Linked DNA regions of Mus musculus: all the other regions are linked to region 1. A link is a contact called in public HiChIP or PLAC-seq and promoter capture Hi-C data. All regions are on one chromosome and are shown on one strand. Each heading gives the region's core, a stretch centred on a gene start, on an enhancer-like site or on the middle of the called end of the contact. The rest is flanking DNA. Distances are from core to core; before and after follow the strand shown.

The links. Promoter capture Hi-C pulls out the DNA fragments that hold promoters and counts their contacts. HiChIP or PLAC-seq counts read pairs in DNA pulled down with a chosen protein or histone mark.
Region 2: a promoter capture Hi-C map of embryonic stem cells shows a contact between it and region 1, with 4 times the contacts expected there. The contact joins the promoter of Gins4 here to the enhancer-like site in region 1. A contact is called at or near these places in 7 of 39 promoter capture datasets (the 3T3-L1 cell line, cranial neural crest, embryonic stem cells and 4 more), 4 of 115 datasets of contacts at active chromatin or transcription factors (astrocytes, embryonic fibroblasts, embryonic stem cells and 1 more) and 2 of 9 other capture datasets (embryonic stem cells and liver).
Region 3: a contact with region 1 is called in a promoter capture Hi-C map of embryonic stem cells, with 3 times the contacts expected there. The contact joins the promoter of Nkx6-3 here to the enhancer-like site in region 1. A contact is called at or near these places in 4 of 39 promoter capture datasets (the 3T3-L1 cell line, the C10 cell line and embryonic stem cells) and 3 of 115 datasets of contacts at active chromatin or transcription factors (embryonic stem cells and pancreatic cancer cells).
Region 4: a contact with region 1 is called in an H3K27ac HiChIP or PLAC-seq map of trophoblast stem cells, with 4 times the contacts expected there. The contact joins the promoter of Gpat4 here to the enhancer-like site in region 1. A contact is called at or near these places in 9 of 39 promoter capture datasets (the 3T3-L1 cell line, cranial neural crest, embryonic stem cells and 4 more) and 5 of 115 datasets of contacts at active chromatin or transcription factors (astrocytes, embryonic forebrain, extraembryonic endoderm stem cells and 2 more).

The regions. Positions count from the first base shown.
Region 1 is chr8:24,426,419-24,429,574 of GRCm38.p6, reverse strand. Gm30757 (a long non-coding RNA gene) reads left to right here. Exons shown (of 3, transcript XR_001778533.1): 3 at 1-137. Among named protein-coding and RNA genes, the nearest start is that of Gm30757, 3.1 kb to the left of the region's middle. Within about 2 kb of position 1,859, at least 49 of the 459 cell types and tissues checked have an H3K27ac peak or open chromatin away from gene starts, as enhancers often do. A contact at or near this core is called in embryonic stem cells, liver and trophoblast stem cells, where this site is marked.
Region 2 is chr8:23,236,043-23,239,557 of GRCm38.p6, reverse strand. It overlaps Gins4 (GINS complex subunit 4 (Sld5 homolog)), which reads left to right and starts at 1,890. Exons shown (of 8, transcript NM_024240.6): 1 at 1,890-2,088; 2 at 2,459-2,578. The coding sequence starts at 2,483. It overlaps Gm39141 (a long non-coding RNA gene), which reads right to left and starts at 1,778. Exons shown (of 3, transcript XR_870246.2): 1 at 1,690-1,778.
Region 3 is chr8:23,151,413-23,154,806 of GRCm38.p6, reverse strand. Nkx6-3 (NK6 homeobox 3) reads right to left here and starts at 1,536. Exons shown (of 3, transcript NM_029002.2): 1 at 838-1,536. The coding sequence starts at 1,222.
Region 4 is chr8:23,207,153-23,210,661 of GRCm38.p6, reverse strand. Gpat4 (glycerol-3-phosphate acyltransferase 4) reads left to right here and starts at 2,209. Exons shown (of 13, transcript NM_018743.4): 1 at 2,209-2,363.

The DNA.
Region 1 (3,156 bases), core at 610-3,109:
GTAGTGTGGGAACTGGAGAGGGAAGGCTTGCTAATGTTTTACCAACCAAGCTTTGATTTTACTTTGGGGGAAATGTAATATTTGTATAATTTCTTTATAGTATATCTTATATATACACATACACACACACACACACACACACACACATATATATATATCATACTGTGTTATCCTAAATAATCATTTAGTAAGATAACTTGGTTAAAATAAATCAGTTAGTTAATTGTTGAACATTATATAGGCAAAATGGCAATTGGAATATCTGATTTTTTGGCTTAAAGCTTCTTACAGTCATGAACAAGTGTCTTTTTCTTTCACATTTGAAGATCTAGTCTAGAATGTAAATTTTTTTTTATTCCTGAAAGATATCAATGGGTCTATATCTATGGATTTCAAATCTGCTTCCTCTCACCCATCTCTTTACATTAGTTTCTTGTTTTTTGAAACAGGTGTAAAAGGATTGAGTTTTACTTTGAATTTTCGCTGTTGCTTTCAGAAAGCTCTGTGAAAACACAGGGCAAATGAGGTGCAGTGGCTGCTTGGGCCAGCCTGAGCTGTATCTGATAGAGAGCCCTGCAGCTAAGCTAAGAAAGAGCAGGATCCCAAGATTCTGGGGACTGCAGCTTGACTCGGGAAGACAATCACGCTAACACAACACACCATCTGTAATATAAAACAGTGACTCCTGATTTACTAATTAATGGGAGAAACTGAACCACTAAAAATCAGGGTGAAATAAAGTGGAGGGGAAGGGAGACGGAGAGACCTGAGGGCGTTCACCCTACCTTGGCAAGCTCTGAAGGACTTTGCACAGCAGAGCTTCCCTCCTGACCCCTGAGACATACAGACATCACATGTACCAGATCAATCCAACACGTAGTAGCTGGAGGCGAACACTACTGTGCTTAGTACAAACTCCGTGTTTGCCTGAGTGCTTTCTTCTGATCTGGGTCAGTGTCACTGTCTGCTGGCTCTCTGGTGCCTCTGTGGTCAGCTGGTAGCTGGATGACTTATGGTGACCTCTTTCAGACACTTGGTCATGATGTCTTGATTTCTACCTTTTTATTTTTTATAATTTTTAAATTTTGGTCTCAGATTAGCGTTTGGTGCTCACCCACAGCACTGCCATCTACACATCACTTGGCTTCTTCCTCCTTGTCTGGCTCATTGCTGGATCCTCTGTGAGATTAACTCCTTACCATGCATACTCTGAATAACTCACCCTACAGCTCTAGGAATCCAGGCCTTCCCCAAGAAAAGACATTAGATTAGTTGGTGAAACTCCCATCATTCATTTGGGGATTTTAAACTCACCTCATGGCTAACTGACGCAGTTCTCAACCTTCTGCCTTTATGCCTAGATCATCCTTCCATAATACGAGCATAGACTTAATGCGTGTATAGACTGAAGCAGTGTTCAGAAAGCGTCTATTAAAAAACAGGTAAAGACTTCCCTCCTGTCCTCACACATCTGTGCCAGCAGCAATGCAGTTAGCAAGTTTCAGCAGGTTTCTGAACAACTGTACTGTCTCTGTGTCGTTCTCCATATGGAAAGTGTAGGTGGTGTCACCTGACCTCCGAACTTGTTCCCTTGTTAACCTCCTGAAAAGGTTTTAAAATTAACTGCCTGTTCTGTTCTAGGGGACTGCAGGTCTGCCGCGGGGCTGGCCTAGGGGAGACAGACTGACTCAGGACAAAGAATTAATGGAAGCTCACGGCTCCTGTGAGCAGGAAATGCCTTGATAGGCCCTTTCCTCTTTTTGTTACATGAAGAACCTTGACAATAGGCTCCACCTTGGGCAGCTGCGGTGATGAGCGCAGCACATTTTCTGCGTCAGACTTGGAGTCTGCCCCGGGGAGTGCTCAGGAAGGTCCAGTTACAATGTCTGGGTCTGTCCTTGAGCTTCTCTATGCTGTGTGGAGGGTGGAGGCTGCAGCCTGAAGGCGGACGAGGAACCCTTTGGCACACGGTTCAGGAAGTCCATCTGCTGCCGTTGTTCCTCTGACCTTTTGCTAGAACCCTCCCTAAACTGGAAAGAAACTACCAGAAATAAGCTAAAGCCAAACCAAGGAAGGCTCTATCATCAAAAAACAAGTCAAATTAGCAAATACTAGGCAACTATCACTTTTTAAAAAAGTGATTAGGTATAATATCAGGACTATACAGGATGATTTATAATTTCATTTAACCTTTACAACACTCCTGGCAGGCAAGTATTGTCATCTCCATTTTGATGAGGAGGAGACCAAGGCTCACTGAGGCTCACCAGCCTTTCTGAATGAAGCCTATCTGATTTTATTAGAAAGTTCATACAAGTCAAGGATTCCATCACAAAATCTCATCACTACCCCAGACGAATCCCAAATCCTGGTATTTATCATGTTTTATTCTCCATTTCTGTATTGAGTGTCTAAGAGACTCGTAGACAGGTGGGGATAAAGGGGGCTGGCTTCAACGGTCTAGCTCCATTCTGTGTGACATTGTATGAGTTACCTGACTTGGGCCAGCCAGCCCTTCTGTGACACAAGGAACAAGACTTAAGTGGAATTTCTCTTGTTCCTATATTACAACAGAATCCATAAACGGTGTGTGGACTTTGTGGCCATTTGGGTAGCTACAATAAAACAGTAACAGGAGTGGTAAGTAGGTGTCACCAAGTACACCAAGAAAGTAGACTCCTTGTCCACTCTAGGTAGACAACGTGCAGAACAGCATGGCGGTTATTTAAAAGCTTTGCTATAGAATGACCATATGGCTCAGCAATCCAACTTTTGGTTTTGCACCCTGAGAACTGAGAGCAGAGGCTGAGCATTTGTTAGTGTGTGCATGAGTGCACATACACATACACACACACACACACACACACACACACACACACACATGCACACACATACACACACATACACACATGCACACACATGCACACACATATACACATGCACACATGCACACATATATACACATATACATACACACACACATACACACACATACACACATGCACACACATACATATACATACACACATGCACACACATGCACACACATATACACATGCACACATGCACACATATACACACATACACACATATACACACATACACACACATACACACATATACATACACACATGCACACACATACATACACATACA
Region 2 (3,515 bases), core at 641-3,140, 1.2 Mb after region 1:
GGAGAGGTGTGGAAAGTAACTTTCCTGACTTACAAGTGAGTGAAAGTAAAGAAGGGCCCAGTGTTGAGGGTAAAGCTGTATTACTCGCTTTCTGTAAAAGTCAAAGACAAGCCCCTCTCATAGACAAACACCCAGGGTGAGTTCAAGCAGTCACAGGACTCTCTGTAGGTCACGCCGGAAGCTTGTGATGGAGCAGTTTCTAGAATGACAGCTGCCTACAGAATCTGCTGTAATACACCAAACAGCCAAGGCTTCTGGTTTCTGGTTCTTGTCTCAGAAAATACAACTTCATAACCAACCTCACTAAGCTAATTTCTTATCACTCTGGGCTACTCTACAGATGTAATTTATTTTATCTGTTCCATGCTTATTTGATAATAAAATATCAATCTAATGATATGTGGAACAAAATATAAGCATCCTGTTAGCAGATGAATATTAAAATGTTTACGCCACCAGGAGGCAGAGGTGGGTGGATCTTTATGAGTTTGAGGCTAATCTGCTCTACATAACAAGTTCCAGGTTCGTCAGAGTTACATGATGAGGCCCTGTATCAAATAAAAATAAATAATGAAAATTTTTTGTACGTCAGTGATAAACTGTAGAAAGAGATTTTGTTTTACTTAGTTGCTGGGGACTGGACCCAGGTTAAATGCTAAGATTGTACTGTACCACTGCACCACATTCCCCCGCTCCCATCTATACAAATCATTTTAATTTAAAAAATAGGTATAATACCAAGAATCTTTAGGCTACCACAAATTCAAATTTCCATAACTTTCTATTAGTCCTGTTATTTCTTTTTGTTGTTGTTGTGGTTTTGTTTTTGTTTTTCGAGATAGGGTTTCTCTGTGTAGCCTTGGCTGTCCTGGAACTCACTCTGTAGACCAGGCTGGCCTCAAACTCAGAAATCCACCTGCCTCTGCCTCCCAAGTGCTGGGCTTAGAGGCCTGTGCCACCACACCCGGCTCAATCCTCTGTTATTTCTTACTCTTTCAAGTAGTAATATGTCAGGATGCATAATTTATAGGTATATAAAACTATAAAAATTTGCAATCTGATTCCATCTCTGAAGCTAATTAGGAAGTTTGGCACTTAAAAAATATAAGGGGCTAGGGGCTGGAGAGATAGATAGCTCATTGGTTTAGAGCACTTGCTCTAAACCAGAGGACTGGAGTTTGGTTGTCGGTACCCATGTGGAACAGCTCATAACCACATGTTATGAGCTCCATCAGGATCCAGTGCATTCTTCTGTCCTCAGCTGGCACCACACTCATGTGCAAGCACACATACTAACATACATGAAAATAAGGAAATATATCTATAAAAATAATCTTAAGGGGGCTCAGTGGGTAACAGCACTTGCTATGCGATCGTGACCTGAGCATGTACCACATGCGTATATTGCATTCACACTCACTAAAAAGGTAGAATCCTAGAAAGTCAGTAGGCATTCTTTCATCACCAAAAAGAACAACTCAAATAACATTAGAGAACAACTCTGCGCAAAAAAAAAATGTAAAGGAAGGACAATGGAGTGAGTCTCTTAAATGTAGTTTCAACACACATATATGAATCTGTGAACAGGTTTGGCAATGGAACCAACCCACACACAGTAAATGTTAAAGGAAGGAAGGAACTGGGCCCTGTACCGATTCGCCACAAGACGGCGCTGCCTGGTTTCCTTACTGTGAGCCGAACGCCCCCACGTGGCCGTCCCGAGACGGTGCCACCCGGCACTTCACTCCCGGCCTCCTTCCCCGCCTTCCGGAAGTATGTTCTATAGCTCGGCAAGAGCCCGCCCCGGGGTAGGCGGGGCCAAGGGGCGTGTGTCCGCTTTCCCCTGGGCCTGATTGGTTAGTGCTCCCGCAGCGCGGAGACGTTTTCCTGTCGACGCTGTGTTTGGGGAAAGGAGCGCGGGAGCTGTACCGCTGCTGGTCGGGTCTGTGGGCCGCGGGCTTTCCGCGCGATCTCCGGCGCCCACCGCTCGGGGAGCCTCAGTCCGTGGTGTCCCCCGAGCGTGCCGGCTAGGAGAGAAGGGAAGAGGGATCCCTGAGCCGTGTAGCCGCTTTGAGTGCCAACTGCGAGGTGAGCGCTGGAGTGTCCAAGCGACCCCGGGTCAGTTGCAGCTGAGGACGCGATGTGCCGAGCACTTGACACGATGCACTTTTCTCATTTGAACCGAATGGGCTCCTGGGCCACTGAGGCAAAACGCTGCTCCTGGCGACGACAAGGAGCATTGCGGTTTAGTGTGGTATCTGCCCAGGTCCAGGCCCATGCAGCGGGAAAGATTAGGAGAGAAACCGACCAAGGGACTAAACCCAACACTGAAAAATCAGTCTCTGATTTCGCCATCCCTGGCCAGTGCACCCCCTTCAGCCCCAATAAACTTGTCCCTAAATGCCTTTTCTTGCAAGTAAGTGGGAGAAGCTTTTCAGGGTGTTGGTTTATTTTTCAGGTGTAGGTTCCCGGTTGAGAAACGATGACGGAGGTTCTGGATCTCCACGGACAGGACTCTGATGGGGGTAGTGAGGAGATGGTCCTAACTCCTGCAGAGCTCATTGAAAAGCTGGAGCAGGTAAGCACCCCAAATATGTCCCGTGTTCTTAGCTCTTAACTTACTCCAGGTGTGCAGTACCACGGCTCAGAAAATAAGGAAACAGAAGATTTGTTTCCAAAGAGCAGTGTTTGTAACATCTGCATAAAAATAGGAAGCCAGAAAGCAGGGCCTTCTTTAGGAGTCTCATCTTGTCAGTCTTCAAGGATGGCTAGTAAAAGTAGGCTTTGGACACATGTAGTAGAATGTTTCACAAAGCAATGCTCTGCTGTGCTATTTTGAGGACGTAAAGATGTGTGTGATCTGTAGAGAAGCATGCCATTTCTCTATAGTAGTCTCTTCCTCTGTTTCCTCCCCCATTGGAAGATATCTGCTCTAACAAGAAATTGCCATCCCTTTTGGTCATAATAGCAGTGATTATTTCTTGCATAGTTGTTGTTGTCGTCGTCGTCTTCTTCTTCTTCTTCTCCTTCTCCTTCTTTCTCCTTCTCCTTCTCCTTCTCCTTCTTCTTCTTCTTCTTCTTCTTCTTCCCCTCCTCCTTCTTTTCCTCCTCCTCCTCCTCCTCCTCCTCCTTCAATAATATCTTCTCATGAACCTCGGGTAGTTTAGGAATTCTGAACATGCTTGGGGTTTTTTAGGTTTTGTTTTTGCTTTTTGTTTGTTTGTTTTAAGTTTGTTTTTGAGATAGGGCCTCACTATGCATCACTGGCCGGTCTTGAACTCTCAGAGTTCACCTGCCTCTGCCCTCTGTGTGCTGGCAGTAAAAGCATGCACTGTGTTGCCCTATAAGTTCTGGGACATTCATGGCGTATACTATTGAGTGTTCTTTAGAGGACAGTTGACCATGGGTACCCACCTCCAGTGGATACCTCTACAACATAGCCCCTACAACCAAGGCTCAGGGAACGCCAAAGAAGAGAGAGCAGGAAGAGACAGAGGACCAGGACATCTGCTGCA
Region 3 (3,394 bases), core at 287-2,786, 1.3 Mb after region 1:
TTTGAGGGTTTCCATCATTGATTCCAAATCCCTTATGCAGTGTGGGAGATAGAGATTAAACAGAAGGAGAGGGGGCTTTGCCTCTGTCCCTGACACATGTTTATCTCACCCGGAGCTTTAGTGGCTCAAGGAGAACCCTGGAAGTCACTGCCACTCTCTCCCAGTATGCCCCACTGGCACATGCCCCGGGCACTTCCTGGATCCCTGATTGGCATAATACCCACCCCCTCCACTCCAGTTCTCAGAAACCTGAGTCTCAGGGATGGGTGGGGTAAGCCCCCCCCCCCCCCGCCCCGCTCCCTAGCAGTCAGGGCCAAGGTCATCTTAGCGCTCTGGTTCTGCCATTGCTGACATGAACGGGGGAACAGGAAGGTGGGTGATGGGCCCTGGATGGGACCCCAGTGGGTTTTTGGAACAATCCTATATAACATTGGGCTCTTAGGGATACGATACTAAATTCATTAAGTTTTCTTCACCAGGGTAGCACTGTGCCTCACTGTGTGAAGGGGCGCCATGTCTCCGGGCAGAAGCGAACTTAAGCTACGTGCTGCATATGGTGGGATGGACTGTGATCGTGGGGCCTGGAGAACCCAAGGTCCCTTGAAGGGCAAGAAGTGACTGTGGGTCCAGACACCTGTGCTAGGTAGAAGTAGGGAGGAGGGAGAAGGGTGGGGTTCAGTTCTGCTGTGAGCTGAGAAAAGGGACCAGGAATTGGCAGGGCTGTGTAATAGCGGCTGAGGTTAGGTAGGTCGCGTGCAGCCCGGCCTTTAAAAGACCCCCCCCCTCCTGCCTTCTCCCCGGGACAGGTTGGGCTGGGGGTGAAGGCCCTGTACTCACTGTTGCTGCATGGCCGAGCGCTGCCTCTCCAGTCCTGGCCTGTGTCTGCCCAGCAGTTCCGGGTCCGGGTCGGGTACTCATTTCCAGCCTTGGAAAAGCTCCCCACCTGGGGGCCATAGTAGACGCCCTGGGAGCTGAGTCCACCAAAGCCTGCCACGTGGGGGTAGCCAGAGAGGAGGCTGCTGTTCGGGGTGGCAACCGGTCTGCTCAGGATGTCAGTGATTCCATGGGGAGTCCCAGCCGCCAGCTGGGGGCCAAGTCCCGGAGGGCTGAGCTTGTAGAAAGAGTTCTGCACCGAGTACTGGCACATGGGAGCCTTCATTTCTGAGAACTGGGCCAGCTGTGTGTTGTTCAGGAGGAAGGTCCCCTGCAGGTTGGACTCCATGGTCTCCAGGTCAGCGAATCGGTGGTCCAGGAACCCTTAAAGGCCAGCACTTCAAATGGTGGCCCAGAACCTCATGACAGGTTTGGAGAATCAGAGCCCCCCATCCCACCCCGAGCCTCAGACTGCCCTCTGGCTCGGCCCTTCCTCAGAGATGGGGCACCTACGTCAGCCCTCTGGCAAGTCAGGTGTCCAGAGAAGGTGGGCGGCCTTCCTCTTTCCCTCTCTGCCCGCTGGGCCTAAGGAGGGGTGCTTTCCATACTCAGAGCACCCGGTTTCTCTGCCTCTGAGTCTGGGGGCCCTCCATCAGAAGTTTTAAGTTCAGAGAGGGGACATTTCCTTGATAAAGATATGGCCCATTAGAATACAGACCTGAGACTGGCTGAGCTGCAAGCGCTGTGTCGCCATTGGTTGGAGACCACATGGGCCTCACATTGGCTTCTCCTAGACAAATTGCACTTTGAAAGATTGACTGTAAATCAGCCAGTCCGTGTGTGTGTGTGTGTGTGTGTGTGTGTGCATGTGTGTGTGCTCATGTGCGTGTGTGAAAGAATTAGCTCTAGGCGCCCTGAGCCTGGTCACAGGCTCCATTTGCTTACCCAAGTCCAGTATCTAAGAAAAGGTGGGCGCCTGGAGGTAGGGACTGGAGGCTCCTGCGGAAGTCAGAGAGAGAGAGAGAGAGAGAGAGAGAGAGGCTCAGAGGTCACAGTCCCAAGCTGCCCCTGTCGGAATGAATGTGACGCTTTGAGGTAACATACAGCTGCTTCCCTTTCTCCTGGGTAAGTGGGGAGACTGAGCAATCACTATTCTCTGGGGGAATGCAAGTCTCTGGCCTTGAGACCACGGGGTGGGAAACGTCTTGCTTAGGGAGTGGGCCGTGGAACAGCTCTGGGAGTTGCAGGGGTGTGGGGGGTCAGAAGGCATTCCACTGAAGAATGGTGGTTCCTGTTTCTCCCAGCCAGCCTTTCTTGGTCTCTTGAGTAGTCTGGCTGGCTGTGTCCTGGGTGAAGTCTCTTTCTCTCCTGTGAGCAGCCCTGGGCTCCTGAGGCAGAGACCTAAGCAGGGCAGTCGGGCTGAGGCTTGGGGCTACACTGACTATAAGGACGCCACCATTCGCTTTGTTTCTGAGGAATTTTTGCAATCTGATGATTCTTGTGGGTACCGTCTCTCAGTTGATAACGGGGAAACAGAGGCACAGAGGAATCAGGGCTTGCCTGCCAGGCTAGTCTCTAAATTCTTTCCTGAAGTCACCTGAAGTGTGAAATGGCAGGTGCAAGGTGATTGGCTATCTAAATGACTTCTTCCTGACCAGGCCACTGGGGCTTTGGGGAACACACTGTCTTGTGTTTGGAGGGATCTGTGTTTTCACAGGTGAGAGACAGAGCCTTTTCTTTGTTAGCTTTGTTTGAGGCAGAGGTCTGAGGTAGAGAAAGCTGGCTTGCTGTGGAGAATTTGACTGTAATGTAAGCAATACTTTCCGTGCCATGGGTGATTTAGGTGAGGATCAGATAGAAAAGCTTTTACGCAGGGCAAGATGACCTTCCTACAGGTTGGGCTATTTTTTTGAAGACCTTTAAAATTAAGAGTCTCAGTGTGTGTGTGTGTGCGCTCTCTCTCTCTCTCTCTCTCTCTCTCTCTCTCTCTCTCTCTCTCTCTCTCTTTCTCTCTCTCTCTCCATCCAAGAAGTCTAGAAAAGGATGATGAATCCCTTGAGGCTGGAGTTACAGGCAATTATGAGCCCTTGACAGGAACCAAACTCAGATTTCTTGGTGCCATCTCTTTGGCCTGAGGAAAAAAATTGTTTTGTTTTTATTTTTATTTTTCCACCATCCAAAAAGGGGCTGTATTTTGGAGTCAACTTCTAATTTATAACAAGTTTTACTTTCAAAACCAAATCAACAGGCCAACACATTGTAATCCACCTGGAGGACTTAGGTGTGCCACTGAGCGAGGAGTGAGTCTGCTCGCAGCAGGAATTCCTTCTCCCACCCTCGGGACTGGACTTCGCTTTTTGGAGTGGTTTCAGCCACTAAGCCATCAACAGGAATGGGTTCTGTTTTCTTTAATCACCTCTTTACAGTGTGCCTTCAACTGATTTTAGTTCTCAGCGACTCTCTGAGATGTTCTCTTTCTCCAGTCTCTATTAACTTTTGATTGATAGCCCCCCCCCCCCAC
Region 4 (3,509 bases), core at 960-3,459, 1.2 Mb after region 1:
GAACTTCACACTTACATCTTACTGCCAGGCACTCTCTAGAGTACATTTTGAAAGTTTTTATTTACTTATTTTAATTTTACTTAAAAATTGTTTATGGGCATTTTGCCCACATGTGTGTCTGTGGAGGCCAGAAAGGGCTATTGGATCCCCCTGGAACTGGAGTTAGTTATAAGCTACCACATGAGTGCTGAGAATGGAGCTGGTGTCCTCTGAAAGAAGAGTCAGAACTGTCCATTGTTGAGCCATCTCTCTAGTCCCACCTGTATCTTTTATATTTCTAAGTAATTATTTTCTCACTATATAACCCTGGCTAGCCTAGAACTTACTATTCAAACCAGGCTGGCCTCAAACTTATAGAAATTCACTGCCTCTGTTTTCTAAGTGCTAGATTAAAGGTGTTTGCTACCATGCCTGCCCTATGTTAGTTTTAAAAATGTTCTTATTACGTTTATCCACTGATGTGTTGGCGTGTTTGCATCCATGCGCATTCATGAGCTTGCTTTTGCCCCAGTCCACCTGCTGAGGTTAAAGGATAACTTGCAAGAGTGGATCCCTGGAATTAACTCAGGTCATCAGGTTTGACAACAGTGCCTTTCCCCCACTGACTCATTCACTAGTTCTTTGGGGGTTGTTTTAAGACAGAGTGTCACAGGGCTAGTCCAGGCTGACCTGGACTTACTGTATAGCTAAAGGTGACATTGAACTTCTGATCCTCCTGCCCTTACATCTGTGGAGTGTTTCAGTGAGTGTTAGTTAGCTATCATGTTTCATTTTGAAGAAACCATGACTTTAAAAAATATTTTCCTGTAGTCATTCCTCAGCAGGTAAGCATTGTAAGTAAGCATCAAATTAGCACATTCAGGGGTTGCACTGTATTAGAATTCTTGATTTTAAAAACTGCTTCAGTTAATCTGCTCACAAAAATCTGTTAAATCATTTTTGGCTTGGGATTAGGGCAGAATCTCTAATAATTTCTGAAATGTTCATAAACTTACTAATATTGTTTTGTACAAGGTATTTGTGAAACGGTGTTCTCAGCATTGACAATTATAAAATTTAAAACGTTGGGAAACTTTATGTTTTATATCCTTTGGTATCAAATATTTAGCTGATTTCTTTATATTAAGAGTGGCAGCCGGGCAGTGGTGTCGCATGCCTTTAATCCCAGCATTTGGGAGGCAGAGGCAGGCGTTTTTCTGAGTTCAAGACCAGTCTAGTCTACTGAGTGAGTTCCAGGACAGCCAGCGAAAAAACCAAAAATAAAATAATAAATTAATAGAGTGGCAAACACATCCATCTCATTAATATGCAAATTTGCTTTAATAGTTAATATAGGAAAGCTACAAATACATAGCAAAAATGCTTTTAAATAAATTTATTATCATTAAATATGTCTTGTATTCCTGTTATAGTTACATACCTGGAGTTGTGTAAAAGTTTGTGAAGAAATCAACAAATGGAGGTTTAAGTCCTGAATTAGGGGAAAGGTTAGGTACTCTTGGAAGTATACAAAAGCAATAAACTCGGAGGCTGGGAATGTGGCTCAGCTGGTCGAGTGCTTCTTTTAGCATGCACGAGGCCCTGAGTTCCAGCCCCCAGCACTTTATAAAACTTGGGACGGTAGTTTATTCCAGCACTTCAGGAGGTGGAAGCAGTCGGTGCAGAAACTGAAGGTCATTGGGCAATTCGCAGTTTTTGAGGCAAGTCTGTATTACAAGACGTCCTGTCTTAAAAGGGGGTGGGGTGGGCCAAAGAGGCGTGTCCCCCATCCCTTCTTTCTCTTTCTTCCACTATAAAGGACCCACGTCAGCAAAACAAGCCTGTCTTTGAAGCTTCCAGTCTGAGGAGAGGTTAGTTAGAACTGTGGCTGGGTTGGAAAACTGCAGTTGGCCAACCAGCCAATTACGTTAAGAGAAGCTCCGGGATGCCCGGGTAGTGCTGGGATGGTGGCTAACGTTTCGTGGCCAGCCGGAACCGAATCTCACACAAAGTCCCACAAAGACTCAGTAAATGAACCTCGCCATGCCGGGTTCTCCCTCTCCCCGGGAACGATGCCTGTTCTGGACACAGCTCAGACAGGCCCCGGTTGGCTTTCAGAAAGCGACCTCGGCTCACGCTGGCGAGCATCAGTGCGAGGAGCGAGCATCGCCGGAGCCCCGCCCACCCTGGGGTCCTCCGGGAGACCGCGCAAGCGCGGTTGGGCGGGACTCGGGGGCGGGGATTGAGGGGAGTGGGGTCCACGTCCAGCGGCGTAGACAAAGACGGGCGGGCGTACGCACGCTCTTACGTACGCCTGGGCCGGCGGCGGGCAGGGCAGGGCGGGAGCGGCAGTCACCGAGGACTGGAGCCGAGCCTCACGGCCGGTGAGTTGGATGGACCTGGTCCTACCGGACGCCCCCGGCCCCGGGCGGGACGCGGGGTCGGCAGCCGCGGGCCGGGGTCCCGCCGGTGGGGCAGCCGCTGCCGGGCGGTCCGAGCTCCTTCACGCCCGCTTGCCCCACTCCTGTCCTTCGCCAGCCCCGCTCCTCTCCTCCCGGGCTAGCCCCGCTGTCCTCTTGCCGCCTCATCTCCTCTCCAGTCGCCCGGCTCCTTGCCGCTCGGCTCCTTGGCTCAGCCAGCCCCGCTGTCCTCATCCGGCCCTTTCTTTCCCTTCCCTCCTCTCCTCGGCCGCCCCGCTCCTCTCTCCCCGACCGGTTTCTCTCCTCCTCAACCGACCACGCTCCTCTCCGCAGGCCGCTCGCCGCCTCGGCCTGGTGTGGCCCGGAGCTGAGGAACGTGGCTGAGAACCCGGCGTTAGATCACGTGGAAACGGGTTTCCCCCCCAGAATCCGTCCTTTATCCCGTGCTGTGCTCACACTGTCTTCTTTTTCGGGTCTGCCCCCTCTCCCCCTTCCCGCATTGGAGAGTCCCAGTGTCCAGGTTTGCCCCCGGATAGGGGCAGCCCTGCTTGATGCTACATGACTTTCCTGAGCCACTAACTAGAACTGCCACTATTCCAGCCTTCTTCACACCCCAGACTCCCTTTCGCCTTGGTTCCATGCCCTCAGTGGTAGTAGCATCCTACCTGGAAGTTTGACTTATTTATTCACTTTCCATCTTACTTGGATATTACATTGGTGACTCACAGGTTGTAGAATAATCTATGTGAAATTGTCAGGCTTCGCGGACGTTAAGTTCCATCCCATACCCATCTCTTGCGTATTACCGGTAGATAGCCTTTGAAGAACTTTGGTTTCGCTCGTTTTCCTTAATTTGAGCAGAACTTTTAAGAGTCTCTGCAGAGTTAGCGTGTCTTCGAGATTGTATCGCAACCCCGTAAAGACAGGCATAAAAATCACTGCGACCAAAGACTATGGTCAAAACTGTAATCCTGCCTGCTAAATTATCCTTCCTCTTTCTGAGAGTAATTTTTCAGACCTATAATTTGGAGAATTTCAAATATGCAAAACCAGGAACGTATGCTCATTATTATATATGCTCAGTGACATCTGGGGTTAATCATGCAATAT